Regions from separate parts of the Mus musculus genome. Here regions 1, 2 and 3 are each linked to region 4. A link is a contact called in public promoter capture Hi-C data. All regions are on one chromosome and are shown on one strand. The core of a region is the stretch at or near the end of the contact, and the rest is flanking DNA. Distances in the headings are between cores, read along the strand shown. Region 1 holds the start of AV064505 (expressed sequence AV064505). Region 2 holds the start of Trpc6 (transient receptor potential cation channel, subfamily C, member 6). Region 3 has its middle 26 kb from the start of AV064505. Region 4 holds the start of Cep126 (centrosomal protein 126).

The links. Promoter capture Hi-C pulls out the DNA fragments that hold promoters and counts their contacts.
Region 1: a contact with region 4 is called in a promoter capture Hi-C map of liver, with 3 times the contacts expected there. The contact joins the promoter of AV064505 here to the promoter of Cep126 in region 4. A contact is called at or near these places in 15 of 39 promoter capture datasets (the 3T3-L1 cell line, 3T3-L1-derived adipocytes, cranial neural crest and 9 more) and 1 of 9 other capture datasets (liver).
Region 2: a contact with region 4 is called in a promoter capture Hi-C map of stem cell-derived epiblast-like cells, with 4 times the contacts expected there. The contact joins the promoter of Trpc6 here to the promoter of Cep126 in region 4. A contact is called at or near these places in 3 of 39 promoter capture datasets (cranial neural crest, embryonic stem cells and stem cell-derived epiblast-like cells) and 1 of 9 other capture datasets (pancreatic islet).
Region 3: a promoter capture Hi-C map of embryonic stem cells shows a contact between it and region 4. The contact joins the enhancer-like site here to the promoter of Cep126 in region 4. A contact is called at or near these places in 8 of 39 promoter capture datasets (the 3T3-L1 cell line, cranial neural crest, embryonic stem cells and 4 more) and 1 of 9 other capture datasets (embryonic stem cells).

Annotation. Positions count from the first base shown.
Region 1 is chr9:7,694,238-7,696,997 of GRCm38.p6, reverse strand. AV064505 (expressed sequence AV064505) reads left to right here and starts at 1,367. Exons shown (of 4, transcript NR_126562.1): 1 at 1,367-1,504. Mmp7 (matrix metallopeptidase 7) reads right to left here. Exons shown (of 6, transcript NM_010810.5): 2 at 1,616-1,842; 3 at 1,382-1,530; 4 at 823-951.
Region 2 is chr9:8,542,671-8,545,500 of GRCm38.p6, reverse strand. Trpc6 (transient receptor potential cation channel, subfamily C, member 6) reads right to left here and starts at 1,359. Exons shown (of 13, transcript NM_013838.2): 1 at 903-1,359. The coding sequence starts at 1,069.
Region 3 is chr9:7,720,130-7,723,048 of GRCm38.p6, reverse strand. It overlaps the pseudogene Cbx3-ps8. Among named protein-coding and RNA genes, the nearest start is that of AV064505, 26 kb to the right of the region's middle. Within about 2 kb of position 1,313, at least 15 of the 459 cell types and tissues checked have an H3K27ac peak or open chromatin away from gene starts, as enhancers often do. A contact at or near this core is called in embryonic stem cells, where this site is marked.
Region 4 is chr9:8,133,124-8,135,843 of GRCm38.p6, reverse strand. It overlaps Cep126 (centrosomal protein 126), which reads left to right and starts at 1,398. Exons shown (of 11, transcript NM_001045524.2): 1 at 1,398-1,746. The coding sequence starts at 1,634.

The DNA.
Region 1 (2,760 bases), core at 118-2,617, 440 kb after region 4:
TCCTTCAGTGAGTAACCTAAGGTTAAGAACATATACCCTAAACCAACCTCCCAGATAAGGAGCCAAAGGAGAACAGAAAAAGTGTCTACAGTAGTTCTTTATGAAACCAGAATTCAGGGAAAGAATTATATGCTTTTCTGGAAGGCGAAGTGGGGTGTTGAGGAGGTGGTGTTGGGGAGGGGTGGGGAGGGTGGGGGAGGGGACAGAATGCACTGGGGACTGACCCAGTTACTTCAAATCTCTGTGTTGAAGCTTCTGTGGAGAAGTTCTGACCAGAGCATTTTTGGGAGCCTTGGGTGTGAGAACTATGTCCATCTCCTTGGGTTACCAAGGAAGACATAATTAAATTCACTGCATATGGTTAGTGTTGGCTTTAATTTTGTAGTCAGTTAGAAGCTGTTCTTTGTGGCCTCAAGTTCTGAGATAGTTAATGAGTTTAACTTTGATCTTTATGTTAGCTTTGGGCTAGGTAGGGGCAGCTAACTGCTTTGACTGCTCTTCTGGTTCATATCCTATCTTATCTTATCTCATCCCATTCCATCTCTCACCCCATCTTATCTTATCTTATTTATTTATTTTTATTTAATCTGTGCCTATATGTATACTTGTGCCACAGTACAAATATGGAGGTCAGAGGACAACCTGTGACAGTCAGTTCTTTCCTATCAAGTAGGTCTCTACATATACCACACACAAATTAAAAAAAGAAAATATTAAATGAGATAAAACATTTAACACATCTAGTATATTACTTGACATTTAAGGGGCCTCTAATGATTATAATTAAAGCAATGATCATAGAAGAGACATAGGATACTGTACCTGCGTCCTCACCATCAGTCCAGTACTCATCCTTGTCAAAGTGAGCATCTCCGCCTAGGCCTGGCCCAGGTGCGAAGGCATGACCTAGAGTGTTCCCTGGCCCATCAAAGGGGAAGCTGTCTCCATGATCTGCAAAAGCACACAGTAATTACTATCAGTGTCTAGGTTTTTCTTGGCCTTCTACTCTCTCCATAATCATGTGATTATGAATATTGGAGAAAGAAGCCAGTTCAATTGGTTGACCCTCTTGGTACCAATAGTCAGTTTAACACAGAGAATGAGCTGGCTGTGGATCTGGTCCAGGCATCTGGCTTTTATTAGATCCTCTGATTATCATTGTCGACCATTGTATACTGAAGGATCTTAAAACCGTATGTGTGTGTGTGTGTGCGTGTGCATGTGTGTGATACTGAAAATAGAAATCAAACCCTCTCCCATAAGTTAAACATATGTTTCACCAATAAAAGCTGACTTGAGTGCTCATGAAAGGACTTAAATTTTGAAAGGAGAACACTAATATAAACAGCACACAGGATTAGCCTGAAGGAGCCATTCTTACCTCTCCTTGCGAAGCCAATTATGATATCCGCAGTCCCCCAACTAACCCTCTTGAAGTTCAGTGGGATCTGCATACTCCACATTCTGAGAGCTTTTTTCACGATTTGATCCACTACGATCCGAGGTAAGTCTGAAGTATAGGATACAATTCTGAAGGCACACAAGAATTCAGTGTTTGCGTTCTCAGGAAAAGGGTTTTGTTGCCTCCACCAGAATGAGCTAAAATGAGCCTCACCTGTAGGTGACAATTCTGGAATGCCATTTTGGACTGTTTGGCATTAGTGAGTATTCTGCAACATCTGGCACTCCACACCTAGGTTTCTGCATTATTTCCATGATGTAGGGGGAGAGTTTTCCAGTCATGGGCAGGCCAAAGAACTTCTGCATTTCCTTGAGGTTGTCCACTAGACTATTGACCTTCTTTGTTTTAGAGTCATGAGGGTAAAATTTTCTAAGATAATTCTGGTAGACAGAGAACAAAAAAATCTTTTATTTGAAAATCTGCATCCCTTATACATGACGTTGTTATGGATTTAGATAGTAATTTGAAGACAGAATTGTTATGCAATTATGGAATAAAGCAAGTATTACTGGTGAGGGGAGATGGAATATTATGCTATTGCATAAGACGGAGAGAAAAATGTCATAGCATACTGTATTCTCCGTGCATACCTGGAGGATAAACACACTACCCACTTTCTAAAGCTTGCTCTTATTTTTAGAGTAGTTAGAAGTGTCAGTGTGTCTTCAGCAAGCACAAGAAAGGTTGGGGAAATGTCTTAGTCAGAGAAGAGCTTACCTCAAAAATCTGAGTTTGATTCCCAGAACCTATGTTAAAAATTGGGTGCTTCTGTAACTCCAATGCCAGGGAGGGAGAGACAGGAGGATCAATAAAGATGCCCAGTATCAAACTATGGCCTACACACAGACACACACATACAAACACACACACACTCACACATACACACACATACATGCACAAGCATGGACATACTTACAATATACAATATATATATATATACACACACACATGCATACACTATACATACATGTACACACATACACATGCACATACTCATACATGAACACACTTGCATACTCACACATATATACACATACACACAAACACATTCATACACATACTCACACACAGACTCACATATACATACAAACATAAACACATGTACACATATAAACACACATACATACACATATACATACATATACACAAACATGCATACAGCCACATATACACAAAACCACACATACATACACACTTATACACACATACATACAGAGAGACAGACAGACACACACACACACACACACACACACACACATAGAGAGAGAGAGAGAGAGAGAGAGTTTGTTAGACATAGT
Region 2 (2,830 bases), core at 110-2,609, 410 kb before region 4:
TATCACCACCCCTCCATACTCTAGAAGAACTAACCAAACTGATAAAGGCTTTCCTAGGAAACAGCTTGCGGAAGGCTGTGACAGGCCAGGAAACCTGGGTATTCGGTCAAGCAGAGATTAAGGGAAGGTGTAAAGAGCCAGAAATACTGTAGGTCTACTACACAAGTGCTCACAGCCTGCCAGGGGCAAAAGAGAAAGGAAGACTTTGTTTCTCCATTCTATTATCTGCTGTCTGTCCCTTCACAGCACCACTGTCACCAACCTCATGGGAGGGGAGTGGGGGTCAGTTGTTGTTGTTGCTGCTGGTGCTGTTGTTGTTAAAAAAGGCTCGTAGTTATTGAGATGCCACTAGTAAAGAGCTGGTCTCTGTTTTTCTATCCTATGGGTACAAAATCCTGAGGTCTATCTCCCCCGTTTAATCTCAGCTCCAGGGTGAGAAGGAGGTTGCCCATTCTCTCCCTAAGTAATCCGTGCTCAAGACCAGAGGACTTGGTAGAACTAGAGAGTGCACTATGGTGGGTTTCTTCAAAGACCCTTAGAGTTCTGATCACACAAAAGGTATCACTGGAGCAAAAACTGGAACCTGATCAGATCGTGCCTGTTGAGCAGAGTTCCTCAAGGTAGCAGGAGCTGTAGACATTGACCAAGCATAGCTCTCCTTCCCCCTGTGGTGACAAGCATTAGATCCCCTGTGGTGACCTGGTATCCCAACAGGAGTAGTGGGGAGGGAACCACATGGGCTCAATCTGAGGGTGAGCGCAGCCTTTGAGTGCTCACCAGCAGCCAGCCTCGTCCCATCTGCGCTAGCACCCCTCGCTTGTCTGGAAGTCTGGAGACACATGGCTGTTGAGGCGCGCACGGGACCCACTCCTGCAACCCGTGCTGCCCTCGCCCATACTTACAAGCTGGGGTAGTAGCCATACGGTGGCAGCGGGAGCTGCGGGTAGCCGTCGTCTCCCAGCTCGTCCATCAGCAAATAGTCCTGGCTCTCGTTGCGCCGGGTGCCGGCTCCAGGGGCAGCCTTTAGAGAGCCGCCCCTCCGGGTCACGAACCTCGGGCTCTGGCTCATGGCACAGTGCCTGGCCGGCCTGCACCCCTGCTTCCGTGGATGGGAACCTGGGGAGAAGGGGCCGCGTCACCAACTGAGCTGGACCCGAGCAAAGCAATGCCAGGGAGAGGATAATGAGGGAAGAGATGCAGATTCCTGACTGGCTAGGTTCTGCCAATGGCTTCCCTGCCCGCCACAGTGGAAGTCACTAGTTAGGGGCTTGGGAGACAGCCGCGAAAGGAACCTTGACCTGAGCGCATCCGGACCGCGCAGACAGGCGGCCCCAGGCTCCCAGGCAGAGGGCACAGGCGGGGCCTCAGTGGCAGCCGCTAGGGAGAGCCGCTGAAGAGTTACTATGTCAACCGTGACTCTCCAGCCCTCGCCTCCCGCCTTCTTCCCCCACGTCCTCCGTCACGATCCCCACCTTTAAAGGGATCGAAAGGACCGTCCAGAAATCCGCCGACCCCTGTCTGGAAGCCACAACTTACAGAGCTAGAATAAACTAAACTAGTGGGAGCCAGGCACATTCTTTATTTGGGCTTGGGAGGGTAAACTGCTCCCAAAGTAGGGTTCTTAAGTAACACCAAGGGAGGGCTTTCGAGGAAGTTTCTTTTAAGTAACACTCAGAAATCGAGATCTTCTCCTTCTTCCACGCTTCCTTCATTTTCTTGAGATGTTTCTCTCCCATTCCCAAGCTCCGACGTAATGGAAGAGCAGTCTGTGTTCTTACCGTGGAATGTTCCTGGTTCCTGAAAAAAAACCAACAGAAAAAGGGCATTTTCCGATGGTGTCTGCTTGCTTTAAGGAAAATCCTCCCTGATTCATTTGAATGCCATAAATCGTGTATTTTCTCCAATGTCCTAACTGCTTTGAAAACTTGTTTTAACAATCTGATCAATTGGCATACATCTGTCAAAATCAAAACCTTCTCAACAAGAACAAATGGGATTTCTCTCAGTGGTTAAAGTGCTTGGAGCAAAAGTATGGGGACATGCGTTGAGGTCTCCAGTATTTACATAACAGTCTTCCATGGTGAAGGACATCTCTAATTTGAAGCTGGCTGGCCAGCTAATCTAGCCAAAACAGCAAACTCCAGATTCAGTGAGCCCTGCTTGAAAAAGTCTGGTGGAGGGTTGACAGAGAAAGAAAACTTAAATTGATCCACATGGGCATTCAAATTCCCCACCCTATGCACACAGAGACAGACACACAGAAAGTCACACAGAGATAGACAGACAGACAGACAGACACACACACACACACACAATAAATGAGTATTTATAGTGGTTGAATTAAAAGAAAATTAAGAATCCATTCACTCACTATTCATCACTATTTAATGCATACCAACAACTATTTTAGGATTCAGGGACAATCAGTTGAAGGACTGTCTGTCCTAACAGTGCTCCCAGGAAAGAGAAATGTTGGTTAAATAATCAGAGCATATAACACTCACCTCTAAACCCTGCACTTGAAATCCTGAGGCAGAAGATTGGGGAGAGTTCAAGTCTAACCTTGACTATATATGAGTTCCAAGCAAGCCTGGCCTACAGAGTCACAATCTACCTCAAAAGAAAAGATGAAGAAAAAAAAACATATAAATTAAAAAGCACATACAATCTTCTATCCCAGGTCCCTCAGAGACCAGTCTGCACAGGAGAGCACTCGGGCTGCAGAAGCAACATACCTTCTGGGACAGGGCCCCTTTCAGGCCTTCATCTTCAGCCAGGAAGCACAGCTGAGCTCCAGACCTCTGTGCACTTTCCCTGCAAGAGGAGAGCT
Region 3 (2,919 bases), core at 64-2,563, 410 kb after region 4:
ATCCGAGGGGACTTACACTTTTATATCATAGTCCATCATGGAAGGAAGCCAGGGCATGAACTCAAACAGGGCTGCAACCCGGAGGCAGGTGCTGGTACAGATACCAACAGCCCAGGGATGGAACCAATCACAATATGCTAGGCCCTCCTTCTTCAGTTACTAGTTAAGAAAATGAATACCTTACAGGTGGATCTTATGGAGGCATTTTTCTCAGTTAAACTCCCCTCCTTTCAGGTAACTCTAATAGGTGTGTCAAGTTAACATAAGAATAGCCAGTACACCAACAGGTTCCCTCCCTCCCTCCCTCCCTCCCTCCTTCCCTCCCTCCCTCCCTTTCTCTCTCCCTCCCTCCCTCCCTCCCTTCCTTCCTTCCTTCCTTCCTTCCTTCCTTCCTTCCTTCCTTCCTTCCTTCCTTCCTTCCTTCCTTCCTTCCTTTGCTTTTAGGGTGTGTGTGTTAAGGATGTGTACACGTGTGTTCATACATATAGAGAAATCATGCAAGTTCCCAAGGAGCCACTCACCTTGTTGTGTTGAGTCATTGACTTTCAGCTCCCCCATTAGGCCAGGCTGACTGCTCAGGGAGCTCAGGAACCCATCTGTCTCTGGCTTCTCCATACTAGGCTTACAAGAATATGCCACTAGCTCTGCTGTTTTCCTTGGATCCTGAAGAACAAGCTCATGTCTTCATGATCCTTGTCAAGTTCTTTATTGGCTGAACCATTTTTATGGTTCCAAACTCAAGCCTGCCAGATCATCACCTTTCTTTTGACTCCCAGTTGCCAACCAACTGGGCTTGGTGACACATAGCTGTAAATGTTCTACCAGCTGTGAAACCTCTGTCAGAAGCTCTACCTGCACCAAGGTAGAACTCTTACCTCATTACCACTTCCTGATAGCTGATCTGTCCCCTGTCCTCATCTGCAGCATTCTGTCGTTGGGCAGCATCTAGCAATTTTCATGATACATTTAGTTTACCAAATACACTGAGTATTTTGGAAAGCTCTGAAACCCAGTGCCCAGTGCACTGTAGATTAGATGAGCCAAGTACTTGTGTCTGACGTCTTACTGATTTCCAGGTGACTATGAGGAGCAGTCTGGCATGTCCCCTTTCTAAACTCACAGAATTTGTCCCAAAGTGCCTTGAGTCTAGGTAAGCTTTCCTTCCTCTTGGTCTTTTACCTGTGATTTTCTTTTGTGGTACCTCAGATGCATAACCTGAAAAACAAGTTTCTCTTTGCTCCAGGGAAGGGAGGGCTTAGCTCTTCAAAAAGAAGGGAACACATTTGCATTTCACTTCCTAGCTCATCAAAGAAAGGAGGTGAAAGGAAAAGACTACCTACTGAAATGGGGTGTGTGTGTGTGTACCCTGCTACAGAGTGCTGGAGAGGAAAATTAGTCAAGAACATGGAAGGAAGAGGGACCAGTAGAGGGACAGGTTGGTGGGGAAGAGGAGTGGCTCAAGGCGTGGTCTTTGAACTTGAGCTTCCCTGATTTTCCATGTAGATCATGGAGTCCAGAGTATCTCCAGTTCCACTGCAGACAGAAGGGATTGGGGACCGGGGACTGGGCACTTGTGTTCTGGCCTCAGGTGTACTTTCTTACTTTCAGTTAGAATGGTTTTGTTATTCTGTTGGGGTTGAAACTGGGAGCCAAGATCTTTGTTCTCACTTGAGGTTTGCTGAGACTGGTTGTCAGTCTTTGTCTTTAATAGCTTTAAGTTAGTTATATTTCACTTGTTTTTTAAATGGAACAGAGAAGTAAATGCTAAGATTCTATTCTGTTCTTGGGGAACCTGAACCTAAGAAGTCACGTGACTTTTTAGACCAGGGGGAACGCCAGGGCCAAGAAGTGGGAATGGGTGGGTAGGGGAGTTGGGGGAGGGTATGGGGACTTTTGGGATAGCATTGGAAATGTAAATGAGGAAAATACCTAATAAAAAATTTAAAAAAAAAAAGAAAGATGTGGCTCAGTGGGTCAAAGTGCTTGATGGCCAGTGTACTTGTACATGCTGTGCCTACACATACTCCTCCCGACAATAAACAAAATTTAATAAAACCAGTTAAAAATAATGAAACCAAAGGGGATGCTATTAATAGTTGTGGATTCTACTATTATGTATAATCCATTGCTTTTCTAATTTCAATAAATTTTAAATTTTAATTAGGACTTTGGCTTATTGTTTTAATACTGTGGGTTAGGAAACTGTTGACTTCTATTTTATTTTATTTTTTTAGTGCTGGGGGTTGACCTTAAGACACTGTTTGTGCATGCTAAGCAGGTGTTTATTCTACCATTGAGTCATACACCAGTATTGTGGGAAATATTCAAAAATACAATTCACACTACACCAGCAAGGCACTGGCAGCATGGGCAGTCTGTCCTCATCTTGTGGAAACTGACTCAGAGCTCCAAAATCTCTCCATCCAGCTCTCTAAGTTCCCACTGGTGGCTTTTTGGGGTGCACTTCTGGCAAACCTATGCTTTGCTGCTGTACCTTTCTCTCTGGAACCCAGTTGAACCGCTGCACGAAGGAAAACACCACACACACTTAGTTCGGAATCAATGGTAACTCAATCGCTGGGCACAACAACTAGAATCCTAAATTTTGTAAGCCATATTAAATCTAAATCCTCCTGGAGAATTTGCAGTCTAACCCAAGGATCACTAGTAGCTACATAAAAGCCCATATCTCTCTTCTCTTCTCTTCCTCCCTCCACCGGGAAGTCCTGCCTACTCTCTCAATGATTGGGTTCTTTATTCATTAGAAGGGTCACGTGAAGTCCTGAGTATGTGATTCACTCCTCATCCCAGATAATCCCTCTGAGAGAAGTTGAATTAACATCAAAATACAAACAGCATCAGGACTATCCACAACACACCAGTGCCTTATCTTTACAACTTTTTAAAGGAGCAATTCTA
Region 4 (2,720 bases), core at 149-2,648:
GTGGGTGAGTGATCTTTATTTGGTTTGTACATTCTGCTAGCAATTTGGAAATTTTTATACACAAAAATAAAATGTAAATCTAACATCCAGTCAAATTTTGTGATTTTACACTGGGCTCCAACAAAAAGGCCCAGTTTTGGTCCAGATTTTCATTTATATAGCCATTAACCTAGTGGCTCAAAACTGTTTAATTTTCTATACAGAAGCCATTTCAATACACAGATCTCTTTTGGCATACCTTCCCAGGAGATTATTAAGCTAAATCTGGACTTCTTTTCAGGCCATTTTTGCTGTGATGGTCCATTTGCAGATTCTGGCAGCCAATCAAGGACCATAACGATCTTTTGAAGTGGGACAGCAGAGAGAAAATGACCTAAGTATCAAGAAATGGATGAGAGCAAGTGAGGAAAGAAAATTTCCACTTTGCAAAGCTTTTTTATCTTTCTTTTTCTCCTCTTCTCCCTCCTCTTCCTCTTCCTCCTCCTCTTCCTTTCACCTCTACAAGGGAAAGTAGTTTTGAAAAGAGTGATAATGGGAAAGGTCTCACCATCTAAAAGTTCACCACAGGATTCCATACCTAACAAATTATGCCCCAAATAATCATTTCCAGGCTGTCTGTAATATTTGCCCGTATCTAGGAATTTTCCATTCACTGTCTTTCATCTGTTAATACTCTCAAGAAAACACTCAGAAAAGGGAAGAGCCGAATCAAGCTCTAAAGTACAGTTCAGCTATGCTCTCTCACAACTGCGAGTCATCTGCCCAACTCAACTTGCCCTAACTTGCCTCAGTTTACTTCATCTCAGTTTAACCTCAATTCACCTCAGTTTACTTTAGTTAAGTCAGTATAACTCAGCTTACCTCATTTTACCTTCGTAAATGGTAACTCGCTTTAACCTCAGCTTGCATCATCTTACCTCAGTGTACCTCCACTTGTGTCAATTTCTCTCTGCTTAATTAGGTGTAATCTCAGTTTGCTTAAGCTTGATTGAGTAATTCAGTTAAACCTCAGCTCACCTCAAGTTATCTCATCACACCGCGGTGTACCTCAGTTTACCTCAGCTTCCCTCTGCTTAATTAAGTTTAAGCGCAGCTTGCCTCAGTTTACCTCATCTCATCTCAGCATACCCGTTTAATTCCGCTTGCCTCCGTTTATTTCAACTTCTGTTTACCTCAGTTTACCTTGGCTTACTTTGTCTCACCTCGGTGTGCTTCAGTGTACTTAGCTTGCTTTCCTTAGCTTGCTTCCATTTAACTTGGTTTAACCTCGGCTCGCCGCAGTTTACCTCAGCTCGCCTCGGCCGCCCCTTTGAGCGAGCCGGCCCCTCATTGGCCGCTTCCCCCTCGCAGCCCCGCCCCGCGTTCCGCCTAGTTTCCGTCGCGAAGGACGCGGCGTCGGTTGGTTGTCAAGATGGCTGCGGCGGGGTCGCGGCCGCCACCTCCGCCGTCGCCCTGCGAGGTCGCCGCCCTCGCCGCTGCCGTCGCCACTGTCGCCGGGGCCGCTGCGAAGCCAGGATTGCCGCAGCCGAGCCTGCGACGCCCGTGACGCGAGACCTGGGAGACGCACTGCCCGGAGCGCCGAGGAGAGGACGAGGGAGGCCGAGCGGCCATGCGGACGGCGCTGAGGTGAAGGATGCTGGCGGGCAGGCCCGGAGCCCAGAGCGCAGGCGCAGGCGTGGGCGCCGGACCCCCAGACGCGCCGGGCGCCCGTGACGGCGGCGGTCGGCCGCGACCCGGCGCTTACCTGTATCCTTTCCACGCCCTCCCCCTGGAGCACGCAGGCAAGGGCATGGAAACTGGCAAGTCATTTTCAGTGCGGATATTTGCTTTAGCAGTTCTCACCCCACCCCACCCCACCCCACCCCGACCTGAAGTTACACTTTTGTCTCCTACTTTGTGACCTCTTCCCCCTCCTTCCCACCCCCGCACTTCGACTTGGCTGTCAGATTTTTGTGGATTTTTAAATGCATCGGTCCTGTATTGGACGGGCGAAGATTCGCCTTTTTGAATTACAGCGTTACACCCTTTACTTACAGAGACGTCTTAGTCCTGCTCCTTAGAAAGAGAAATTGCCCGAGGCTAAAATCGTGGGCTGTTCCGTTTTACTTGTTAGCCGCACACCCTTCCCAGAGCTGGAGAACCCTAGTTCGTTCTGATCATTTTGTATCCCATCTCTGTCCACTCTGTTGTCACACAGACGAAAGGAAAAGCAGGGGGCACGAATCTTGACAATCTGGATTATTTCTGATTTTCCATGAGAAATCGTTGAATTTCAATTTGATGTTACTATTGGTAACATAAACATTGTGGAAATGTCAATACGCTTTGTTTTTTAAGTACATAAAGCGGGTTTATTCTTCCAGAGAACATTATGATAATTAGAATTTACCCTTCATAGTCTCAGAAGACTGGCTGGTGGTGATGATGTTTGCTCATGTTTTTCTCAGGAAATGGAGTCCCTTCCACCACTACCAGCCTCCCTCCACTTCCTCAGCCCTAGGTCCCACCTTCTGCTAGGATATGCTCTTAACAGTTTTAACAGCAAATCATGAGTTTTCATCAAGGGTCTCCTCTTCGGCTGACCCTCCTCTGGGCTCTAAGAATGCAGGTACGTTAGGGCTCCGTTAATGCCCAAATACTCTCTCCTCAGGAACTTGTCTTCCATCCCTGGGTCATTCTGAGTTCTGAACAGTAGCCTAGGCAGTAGCAGCTGCTAGCTT